Linked DNA regions of Mus musculus: region 1 is linked to region 2. Evidence: chromatin contacts called from public Hi-C data. All regions are on one chromosome and are shown on one strand. Each heading gives the region's core, a stretch centred on a gene start, on an enhancer-like site or on the middle of the called end of the contact. The rest is flanking DNA. Distances are from core to core; before and after follow the strand shown. Region 1 has its middle 67 kb from the start of Tenm3. Region 2 overlaps Tenm3 (teneurin transmembrane protein 3).

What was found. Hi-C and Micro-C count contacts between places; a contact is called where the count stands out from the background.
Region 1: a Hi-C map of cerebral cortex shows a contact between it and region 2, with 1.5 times the contacts expected there. The contact joins two enhancer-like sites. A contact is called at or near these places in 14 of 484 Hi-C or Micro-C datasets (the HL-1 cell line, cerebral cortex, cortical neurons and 4 more), 6 of 115 datasets of contacts at active chromatin or transcription factors (embryonic forebrain, embryonic stem cells, forebrain and 1 more) and 1 of 9 other capture datasets (adipose tissue).

What each region holds. Positions count from the first base shown.
Region 1 is chr8:48,738,986-48,744,741 of GRCm38.p6, reverse strand. It overlaps a transcript of Tenm3 not described here. Among named protein-coding and RNA genes, the nearest start is that of Tenm3, 67 kb to the right of the region's middle. Within about 2 kb of position 4,186, at least 27 of the 459 cell types and tissues checked have an H3K27ac peak or open chromatin away from gene starts, as enhancers often do. A contact at or near this core is called in cerebral cortex, cortical neurons and forebrain, where this site is marked.
Region 2 is chr8:48,564,940-48,570,600 of GRCm38.p6, reverse strand. The region is part of intron 2 of Tenm3 (teneurin transmembrane protein 3); the gene reads left to right. Among named protein-coding and RNA genes, the nearest start is that of Gm39178, 93 kb to the left of the region's middle. Within about 2 kb of position 2,485, at least 28 of the 459 cell types and tissues checked have an H3K27ac peak or open chromatin away from gene starts, as enhancers often do. A contact at or near this core is called in cerebral cortex, cortical neurons and forebrain, where this site is marked.

The sequences.
Region 1 (5,756 bases), core at 2,937-5,436, 170 kb before region 2:
TAGTGATTTGTATAGATTTGTAGTAGTTGACAGAGCTAAGAATTTTACGGTGACGACGTCTAATTGTATTCAGTACCAATGTAACATTTTATAGGAGGGTACTTCTCCGAGTCTCGGGTTCAGTGGCTCCTTCCTTTATCTGTACTTCCTGGCTCCAGAAGGCACTGCAAATACCGTGGGAGCTCCGCTGTTAGGAAGTGGCTAGGCAGGTATGGAAGGGCCTAGAGCAGAAGATAGCACCTGGGGTTTCCCGTGCACCCTGAAATAAGGTTCCTGGAACGTGTCTTCTGACACCATGCAAGTACTCTAGGAACTAGTGTTGATCTATTCATTGTGAGCCCCAGTCATCGGTGGAATTTGCCACCCAATAGCAATCCCAAGGCCAAGGAGGGAAAAAGGATTGGAAAAGAGAAGGTAGAAACCAAAGAGGGTAGGGGGGAAAAAAAACAACAGTTCTTATGAATCAAAGTCATGTAATAATGGTCAGGGTCCCTAAGATTAATCTGAGACAGGGGGCTGGAGAGTTGACGCAGTGGCTAAGAGGCAGTGTTGCTTTTTCAGAGAATCCACAGCAGGTTCCCAGAACCCACATAGTGGCTCACAACAGTTTCTAACTCCAAGCCTAGAGCATCAGACGCCCTCTACTGGCCATGGTAGGCAGACGATGATGCTGGGGAAAACAACAACAACAACAACAACAACAACAACAAAACAAAAAACAACGCTCCCACAGATTAAAAAAAAAAGCTACCCCCTACATTAATTGAAAAGAGTAATATTAAGATATTAGAATAAAATAGGCAATAGAAGCCTAGCTTGTCTCAAGTGTCTTGTCTCTGTGCAGGAGGTAGATACAGATCCATTGTCTAATGCATAAACAGTTCAGGGAGCAATAGACAAGCTGAACATGTGGCATGAGAAAGTCAGAAGAGCGTAGAGAAGGGGGCTGAATCTAACAATTTTTGGCCCCTAAGATGGAGCAATGGTATCATATCGTGCAAGAATTGTCGCGGTTGTGTATGACAACGTATATGGGTTTACCGATGAGACAGATTTAGTAGAACTCTGAGAAAGACTTGTGCAAATATCCATTGTGTTTAACAGGAAATGAGGCAACTTGAATGTACATAGGGTCCAGAAGAGGACCATTTATCCCCCATTTGCCCTGTCTTCTCCGGTTTGGATGTTAAGCAAAAAGCTTAATTTTCTAGGAAGGAAACTGCCAGTAAACAAGTAAACTAAAACAAGCTACACTCGGACAGTGATTAAGTGTTGCATTCAAAAGAAAACCGTGAGATAAAGAAGTGACTAGAGAGGTTGATTCAGGTGGTACCGCGAGTGTGAGTGACGGCCTTAGGAAGTGGTGGTGATGGACTCCCCGAAGTGGAAGGGGTAAGAAGGAGACAGGCATGTCAGAAACTGTCAGAGAAGAACAGAGGAAAATGTAGATTTCCAAATTTTAGAGTCAACAAAGTTGAAGTGTAGGAACGTATTGCAGCAGCTTCAGTCTGGGGAGGTAAGGAGAAGCCAGCAAGATGAACTCGGAAAAGGGAGACAGAGATGTGTTGCTGTGTGTTGGTTCAAAAGAGTTATCTTGGCAAGAAATCCATACATGGGGGGGGGGGGTGAACACAAAAACTGGGCTTTTCAAAAGTGCCATATGAATATAGCAATCGGATTGAGAGATGGTTATCTTTCGGACAGTAGGCTTGGGGGAAGGGGGAGGAGAATTGTGGTAGGTGTCTGAGGATTAGAGATCAGTTCTGTTGCAATAACTGCCAGGCCATAGCTCTAGAAAGAGTAGCCACAATTCCGGAGGCAAGCCGTGGTGAGGCAAGCAGACTCGGCTGGGGCGGAAGGACTTTGACCTCCATCCAAAGATGGAATAGCCAGCTTCCTAGAGATGTGGTTTCTAGTTATAAAAGCCACTAGGCAAGACTGTACAACCATTAGATTAAAAGATTTTTGAAGGCAGCAGCTGTGCTTAGTATATGTGTTATCCCTCTGGTATGGTACCCAGCACTGGATGCTGGCCAATATTTTCTAAAAATGATGGATGAATAAAATCATACAAGTTTAACTTGGGCTTGGTCACTCCAGTGAATTGTAAGAACACACCTGCCTCTAGGAAGTGAGAATCCTATGATCTCATAAGCAGAATTATGTCCAAACTTAAAAGGTAATTTATTTGGAAAAATAAAGGATTGTTTATATTGTTTAATTTGTTCAAATTGTAGCCAAGACCTTGTAGCTTTCAGAACACAGAGTTTCCAGGGTAACTCTTCCTGTGCTTCCCAAATCAGAAAAGACAATAATAACAATGTCACGGTCTGGGAACAACATAGAAACTGTCCTTTAGATTTTAGGAGATTTTTAGATAATTTGAGTTTCAAGTAAAGACTGGGGTATTTTTTCCATTATTAATTTAAAATTTTTAGTGACCATACAAAGATTAGGTTTCGAGGTAACACCCCTAATATAAGTATCGGTATAAACATTTATGGTAGGCTCTGCATATGGAAGTGAGCACACAGTATTTGTCTTTCTGAGGTTAAGTTAACTCACATAATATATTTTACAGGTCTATCCCTTTTCCTTCAGATTACATTTTTCTTTATTGCTGAATAGATTCTTGTCCTGTGTATGTACCCTTTACAGAAATGAGGGTTTTTAAAATTGACCTGAAATTCATAATTTATGATTGCTTTTGGGCTTTTAACCAAACATATGTGAAATGAATTCGATTTCTTTATTCATTATATTTGGTTAAAATTTACTCTCAAACCATTGGTTTCCTTTTAAAAATATAGTTTCAGTAGCCCTAGCTTTAATATTAAAGAGAAAATAACTCATAGGCTGTTTTCATAATTCAGAGTATTGACAATGTTAACTACTGACCATCAATCAAGTACCTTTCTCCCATACACCTTTTAATTGAAAGTGATTCTTCTAATAAGCAGTGCCAGTATTCTGATCTCCACCAAGATGTGATGACATGTGGTAATATTTTTATTTAATGTCCGGACCTGGTAAGTTTGAAACTCAAGTAGGTAGTTAGGTGCACCCAGTAACTGAAATAAACTAGCATATGTCAAGCTTTAACTTACAGAACTGGCCAGAATTCAACCAGGAAAACTAAAACTTACAGTCAGGGCTAATGGCTGAGGCCTGTAATCCCAGCTACTCAGGAGACCGGAGCAGGACAGTGACAAAGTCAAGGCCTACATAGTCTAAGCAAGTTGCTGAGAACTTGTTCAAAATTTAGGGGAAAGAATTAATTGATTAACTAGTTAATTAACTAATTACTTAAACGTTGCTGAGGATACATGCACATAGCATGAGTGAGTCCCAGCTTCACTCTCTAGTACCCTGAAGCAAAATAAAGGGCATGCGTTTTCAGATAGCCTCAGCAGAGAATGGATCACAAAGGCGAGCACCGGCAACAAATATTTAACGATGTATTGCATGCCAGGGAGAGTTGGAAGTAGCCCAAGGCTTAGCATAGGCTTAGAGAACAGAGCAGAACAGCAGAACTCTACTCTTGAAGCAACCAAAAGCCCTAAAGGTTTGCAAGGGAATATGTTAAAGCCATGTGCATGAGCCAAGCATTACAGTAGACGCCTATAATCACAGCACTTGGGAAGTGGAGACATGCACGTTTGCCATTGTCTGCAGCATTCCCCGCTGAAGCTGTGTAAGTAAGCAAATCCCTATACCGGCAGGACAAGCGTGGGGAGTCCATAGAATATACTTTCCTAAACACCATTAGCTTCACGTTCCTCCAAACGCATGATTTAAAGTAAGCGGAGCCACAGAGAGGAAATGATAGGACTCACAAGTGCTGCTTGCCACCGGCCAGGCAAACTTCAAATGCCCTGTGAGTGACTATTCGTCTTTCAGAGATGCACTGTCAGGTTTGTGCTGTAAGATTTACTCTTTCCATGTAAGGACTGTTTCTTTTCTGCTGACTGAAAAGGGCACCCTCGAAAATTCTTATGTAGCACACAGAACGCCAGACACGTGGCAGTTCACAGAGGAGGCAGGCTTCCTGCTTCAGCCCCCCCCCCCCCCAACACACACACACACACACACACACACACACACACACCCCAGTTCTAGCTGGAAGTTTATTCAGCGGTGCAATATTTTCAGAGAGATGTAATAATCTGTTATGCAAACACGGAGTTTGCTCACATTCGATTTTCTTAAATATTGAAAGGTCTCTGCAACGGCAGAGGAATTTTTACGGAGAGCACGAAGAGCGAGCGGCATCCTTCCTCCTTCGCACCAGCGGAGCCCCTCTGGGAGGTTTGGTGGTTGGTTGCTCACGTGACAGGATTAAGTAACTCCATTTTGAGCTCTGGGCTTCCAGGTTCTCCGTTTGAGGAACTGCATGTGGCTGTCTCATTCACAAAGTTGTACGGTGGAGCTAGCTGTCTTCATTGTTAGAATGGAGCCATGTGAGGAGAGGGGAAAGCAACTGTGCTTTCGGGTAGCAGGTGCGGCTGCTTTACCAGCACAGAGCCCGCTATTTCCAGCACGGAGCGTGAGATGTAAGAGTCGCTTGATAGTGATCACTGGAGTTCTATTTTTTCCCCTAAGGCATAAGTTTTATCTTTATCCTTTTTTTTTTTTCTACCCCCTGTGCTGAGGATCCAAGTTTTTAATCTTCTTTAATGGGAGAAGTCTGTTTTCGGTTCATGATATATTCTGACAATTTGCATCTTACTAAAGATACTCCCTGCAACTTTGAGCTAGTCTCTGCCCATTATAATTCCTGGTCACTGTGAATGAGATCTGTATCGAGTACAATGACTAATTTTATTCATTTCAGAACATTGATTTGAACAGCTACATTTGAATTAAAATGTGGAGGCTGCCGATAGTGTCACGCCCAGGCAACGTGTCGATTGTTTTTAATTATTTAAATATAGATACAACTTGGGTTTTTTTTCCCCCTTGCTCCCAATAAGTCAAACAAATATAAAGTGGAAAGCATTCAAGACCTCTCAAATCTCTCAGTCAGATGTGTACTGTTGTGAAAGGAGAAATTGCTTTCAGGAGATTTGGAAGGGGGGCAGATTTAAATAACGATGTGATTTAGTGTGCAGTTAGCAAATCAACATACTTAAAATACATGAATATTAAAATAAAGTCTGCAATAAACTACTGACTTTTCTATTTATTGAGCAGCTGACTTTTAAAGAAGAAATTTTTTTTTTCATTAAAATTTCCTTTCGAGACCTTCAGAGTTTCTTCTATTGTTATCCTTGCAGATTGTGGCTATGTGGAGGCTTATCCCGTTCATACAATTCACTTTCATATTTAAATTGGCATAATTGCTACATAAAGGCTCTGGGACACCTTTGGACTCTGTATTTTAGTGGAGAATTTTATACATAAAGCAGCACCTAGCTAATAAAGGAAGGAAAGTAGCATGTATTCAGTGTCTAGTAAATGCCATTGCCTGTTCTGTGTGCCTCTTGTGTCTGCATCACAGCTATCCTTTTAATCTGGGACAATAGCTGCCCTTGGTTTGGCAGACCAGGAAACCCCAATTCCTGCAGGTTAAATGTCTGCCTGAAGTCGGGGCAAGTCTGGACCCAGATTTCCTTGTATCGGGAGCCTCTGCTACATTTCCTCTCCAGTACTGCCCAGACACTTGGGAATTTAAAGAAACAGGTTTCCTCTTTCAATCAAGCCTTTGATCTCTCTATGTCATGCTTTATTTTAGAGTTTAATACAGTTCTGTGGCT
Region 2 (5,661 bases), core at 1,236-3,735:
TGAAGCATGAAGGTCCAGGGAGAGCTGGCCCAGGGAGAAAAAGGTTATAATAAAAGAGAAGGAAGAAGCTGTAGGTACCACAGTGTATGTTTGAAGTTACCACTCTGTATCACAGAGAATCTTATCAATATGCTCAAGAGTTTGAGCGGTTCCCATCTGAGGAGCAATGGTGATGTTCACTTGAAGTATTATTCAGTAAAATGATGCTACATTCACATTAAGCTTATTTGTAAGGATTTTTTTCTGTATGCCATAGGAAGGATGTAGCAGAGGATAACAAAGATGAAGGTGGGCTTTATACTGCAGGCGGTTGAAAAATGGTGATTTCATTAACAAAGAGGATAGCTACAGGGTGAATGTGATGCAGAACATGTGGGCTGATAGGTCGTGGGAGGTGGAGGAGAGGGCGCGGATTAAAGAGAAGACAGTCAAGAATGACTGGTACCCAAGTCTGTGTTTTGAGCATTTGAATGGATGGAAAGTTTCTTTTTATGGTACAGGGAATGCATGAAGACATAGAGGTTTGTAGAAGGTTATTATTTTTTATTATTACCCTGAACATGTTGCATTTAAAGTTTCTAGGGGGAGAGCCAGTTGAGGACACTAAGCAATTGGCTATGAGCCTGGCTGCCACTTGAAGCCCTTGGATAACAGAGTTTATAATTTAGATGTTGGAAGGTGGCAATGACCTAGAAATTCAGGGAGGGACAGAAAAAAGAAGGGAGTATGGGCATTTAGGCAGAGGGCATAATGTGGCTCACAGAATGCTGGGAAAAGCGTAGAGCCATTGCTGAGAAAAATCTGATTGTCCAGGGTAAGATACAATGCGGTTTCCTTAAATGATAGGCTGAGGAGTTGGCTGTACTTTTTAGTCAATAGTAGCCATTTGATGATTTGCACTGGGAAGACCGTTTGCAGATAAGTCATTAGGAAGATTTAGGTAGAGTATGGATTGGGCTGGGGGTGCAGAGACCATGCAGGGGGCTTCTAAGAGAGATGCCATGAGATTTAAAGGTTGGGAAGTTTCCAACGTGAACAGTTTAGATGCGAGGGGTAGCTATGAAAACCAAAGAGCCAGCGGGGATCTGAGTAGAGATGTCAAGAACAGGGGAGTAGAGCCTGTTAAAAATGATGGTTACTTTAAGGGTAAAAAGAGAAAATCCAAGAGCCTGGTTTGAGGGAATTTGTAACCCCTGCATGTATAAATTTATGGTTTATTTTCATAGAATTATCATGGAAAGATCATATATCAGAATATTTTATTTCTAAAGCTTTTAGTACCATTTTTTGTGTGTCTGATGTTAAGCATGTGCTATTCATTTGCGCGTGAGGAACATGTGTGCGACAGCATTTGTGTGGAGGTCAGAGAATAACCTCAAGTGTTAATAATCCACAATAGCCTGCCTTGTTTGGGACAGTAGCCTGGCTTTAGAGTGTGTTGGGGGATCTGAGCTCCGGCCTAAAAGCTTGCATAGCAAGCGCCGTTACCTTCTTAGCCATCTCTGCAAGCCATTCTTCTTGTTGTGAGTTTTTCAAATTGCATCTCAGAAACTAGTCCAGGGAACATTTTTCTTTGTGGTACAGTATAAGAGCAAACAACCACAAAAGACTTAGAAATCCATTCTAAAAAAAAAAAAATTGAATGAGAAGCCTCAGGAATCCTTGCCAAGAGATGTTCAGTCATCTTTGCTGGGCTGGGCCACCGTGAGGAAGCCCAAGAATGCAGTGCAGCCACCCCAGCTGAACCTAGGATCTGGACTCTTGGCTTTTGCAATGATCAGCAGAACACTGGATGCAGAAAAGATGTGGAACATTTCCGTAGGGATAGCCAAGGCACAAGTGCTTCGTTGCTGGTATCTTTGAAGTCTGCAAAAAGCAAATCCTGGATGTATCCCAAGAAGAGTCTGATGCAAATTCAAACAAATCAAGAGGGCTAGATGCCTTTTCCACTCAAGTAGCTGTCTGTGCTGGGGGCTGCCGTGTGTGGGGGGGGTGGGGGGACCTGGGGAAGTATTGTCACGCTCTTTTTTTTTCTAGTGGCCTTCGCCAGTCCCGTGGTTTTTATGGAAGTTATGGCTTTGTTCAAGAGAGTCAATTCTCCCTGCCAGACTGCTAGAGAAAGCTATTCCCCTCCAGTCATAATGCTTTAGACACTCTACAAGTACAGTGTTTTTATAGCATGGCTTCTATCTCTGAGTTTACACTCCAGGTAAAGCTTTGCGAACTGCAGTGTCTGTGCAGAGTGAATCAGTTGTTAAGTGTTGTCTCTCTCTTTTTTTGTAAGGGACTTAATCCCCCACCCACCCACCCAAAACTGTTTGAATTCCCAATGAAAAGAGGGCTAGGAGTCCCCAGCCTGTGGACCTAGTGTGAAGATGCCTTTTAAAATCCTGGCAATTGAAAGCTGCTTATAATATGGAGATTAGACATTCTGTCTCCAGCTTGGGAACCGGGCTGGCATCAGCTAAACAGGCAACTGTGGGCAGGGAGCTGCCTGCCTTCTTTGGGCCAGAGAAAGGCCCCAAAGAAGCAGCTGCCAGCGGGGAGGAGTGTGAGAAACTAGGAAACCGCCTTGAAAAAGGATAGGAAACGAGGCACGAGAAGGAATTTAAGAATTTTTCAAATATTCCCTTTTTAGGCATATGCAGCGGCTGGCTGCCTCTGTGCAGGAAGGGTAATCTTTAATGCTTCCCTCACGAAGGAAGAAGGGTGGCGAACGTACGGCTAGTTCACACAGCCGAAGGGCCTGAAGTTGGTTGATTTCTTCGGCATTGTAAGAAAATTGATATGGATTAGTGTTCTACTTTCCATTGCTATTCATCCTGACCTTTTTGAAATAAAGAGTTGAATATTATAAACATTCTAATTTTAGAATGAGAAAAGCAAGTTCCATACACACACCACACACACACACACACACACACACACACACACACACACACACACGCACACACACACACACACACGCTAGGTATAATGATTTTAATTGAAATCTTATGTTAATCAAAGGAGCTGGGCAGCGTCATGTTTGAAGGGGTGGAAAGAATTCTGATATTCTAGTGACAGCAGGTTTGCCTTTAGGCACATGTCACTTCCTCTCGCTGCCTCTTTACTTAAGGAGGCGCCGTGTTAACAATATTTAGAATCACTTATAAGTAAGGGATATGTTTGCCTTCTACAGAGAAGCACACTTCCAGGTGTGTAGCCCTACAAATATAAAATGAATGGGACTCTGACACATGGGTAGGGTCTCCCAGGCCTCTGTTGTGTTGGAAGAATGAGCTGAAGCGGGTCTGTAAAGTTTCCACTAGGGTCTGACATGTTATCTCTTCATGCAGGGAAGGGGTCCACTCAACCTGCAGTCACAGAGAGACTCCTATTAGTAGAGCCCCTTACTTGAACCCACCGAGAGGATGTGGAGTCATTACAGGAAGTCTTATAGCACAGGGGTCGTGGGTAGCACCATGACAGTTCAGTTAACAGCACACCGCAGCGAGGACAGAGGGCCCGCGGGATTGCTAGGAGCTGATGGTTTCCCATCACTCATGACAAAATAGCCCTCATCACAGATGAACACAACCCATTACTCACGTGCTTGTGGCCATGGTTGTGTGAGCAAGCCTTCTGTGCCGCCATTGTATAAAAGTGTAGGGTGGGCAATTGCATCAAGAATATGAAACTGGATAGTGATTATAAAAGTTATGTCACTGGCTGCTGTATTTATTATATTTCATGTCTAAGCACTATTTTAAAATCTACTAACTTTTATTTGTTTAAATATATTTAATTTAATGTTTAATTAATTTAATTTCATACATATACATATAAACATATACATACATATGTACATAAATACATAATATACGTATACACACATATGTATGGTGACACACACACAAATATATATTTTATTACCATCTGCCATTGTATCCCAGCAATGTCCTCATGCAGTTTCTGGTAACGTCAGTCTTTAATTGTATCAGGAAACTATACCAAATAGTTGGCCTATACTTGCTAAGTTTGCAGAAAGTTCACACAGTGACACAACTACCCAATAGCTCAATTCTCAAAACATGTGCCTGTCATTAAGTGGTGAATGACGGCTGTAAAGGAGGGGGAGAAATGAACACATATTATATGGCTGTGGCTCTGTCCTTGTCACCAACAATGTAATGACGCATGGTAACGTAGGTCACATATACCTTGTCACCTCTCTTAGCTCCTAAAAATGACCAATGTTATTCTTTTTCTTGTTGTTGTTTTTTGGTTTTTTTCTCCAAGACAGGGTTTCTCTATATAGCCCTTGCTGTCCTGGAACTCACTTTGTAGACCAGGCTGGCCTTGAACTCAGAAATCCACCTGCCTCTGCCTCCCGAGTGCTGGGATTAAAGGTGTGCGCCACCACGCCCGGCTAATGTATTCTTTTTTTTTTTTTTTGGATTTATTATTTTTTATTTATTTATTTATTTATTTATTAGGTATTTTCCTCGTTTACATTTTCAATGCTATCCCAAAAGTCCCCCATACCCACCCCCCAATCCCCTACCCACCCACTCCCCCTTTTTGGCCCTGGGGTTCCCCTGTACTGGGGCATATAAAGTTTGCAAGTCCAATGGGCCTCTCTTTCCAGTGATGGCCGACTAGGCCATCTTTTGATACATATGCAGCTAGAGACAAGAGCTCCCGGGTACTGGTTAGTTCATATTGTTGTTCCACCTATAGGGTTGCAGTTCCCTATAGCTCCTTGGGTAATTTCTCTAGCTCCTCCATTGGGGGCCCTGTGATCCATTCAATAGCTGACTGTGAGCATCCACTTCTGTGTTTGCTAGGCCCTGGCATAGTCTTACAAGAGAGAGCTACATCTGGGTCCTTTCAGCAAAATCTTGCTAGTGTATGCAATGGTGTCAGCGTTTGGAAGCTGATTATGGGATGGATCCCTGCATATGGCAATCACTAGATGGTCCATCCTTTCGTCACAGCTCCAAATTTTGTCTCTGTAACTCCTTCCATGGGTGTTTTGTTCCCATTTCTAAGAAAGGGCAAAGTGTCCACACTTTGGTCTTCGTTCTTCTTGAATTTCATAAGAAACAACAGTTCTCACTTTTTTTTCAGTTCTGGAAATTGGATCAAAATTGGGTCTTTGTGTGAACTAGCTAAGAACTGTACCACTGAGGGGCTGGAGAAAGGGCTCTCAGGTGAGCAGAGCTTGCTGTTCTGGAGAAGGCTGTAGCGTGATTCCAGCACCCACTTCCGAGGCTCACACTTGCCTGTGACTCCAGCTACAGAGGACTGGATATCTTCTTCTGGCCTTCATGGGCACTCATATGCTTGTGAGTAGATGTGCACGCACATGTGTGTAAATGCCGCACAAACGTGTGTGCACATGCACACACAAATAAAATAAGTCATAAATAAAAATGAGCTATACCACTGAGTTCTATCCTCAGCCGTCTTGACTCTCATGTGCATGGAGATATGGCTGCTATTTCCCCACCATGGAATGTTAAGCTAAGAGACGGACTTAAGACAAAACTAGGTATTTTGAATATCCTGTCTTCCTTAAGAAGTCTATGTTCAGAAATGGCTATGAGAGGCCTTTATTTCAGCCTTTAAAAACAAATGAAAACTTAACCTGAGCTTTACAACAAATTTATACTATAT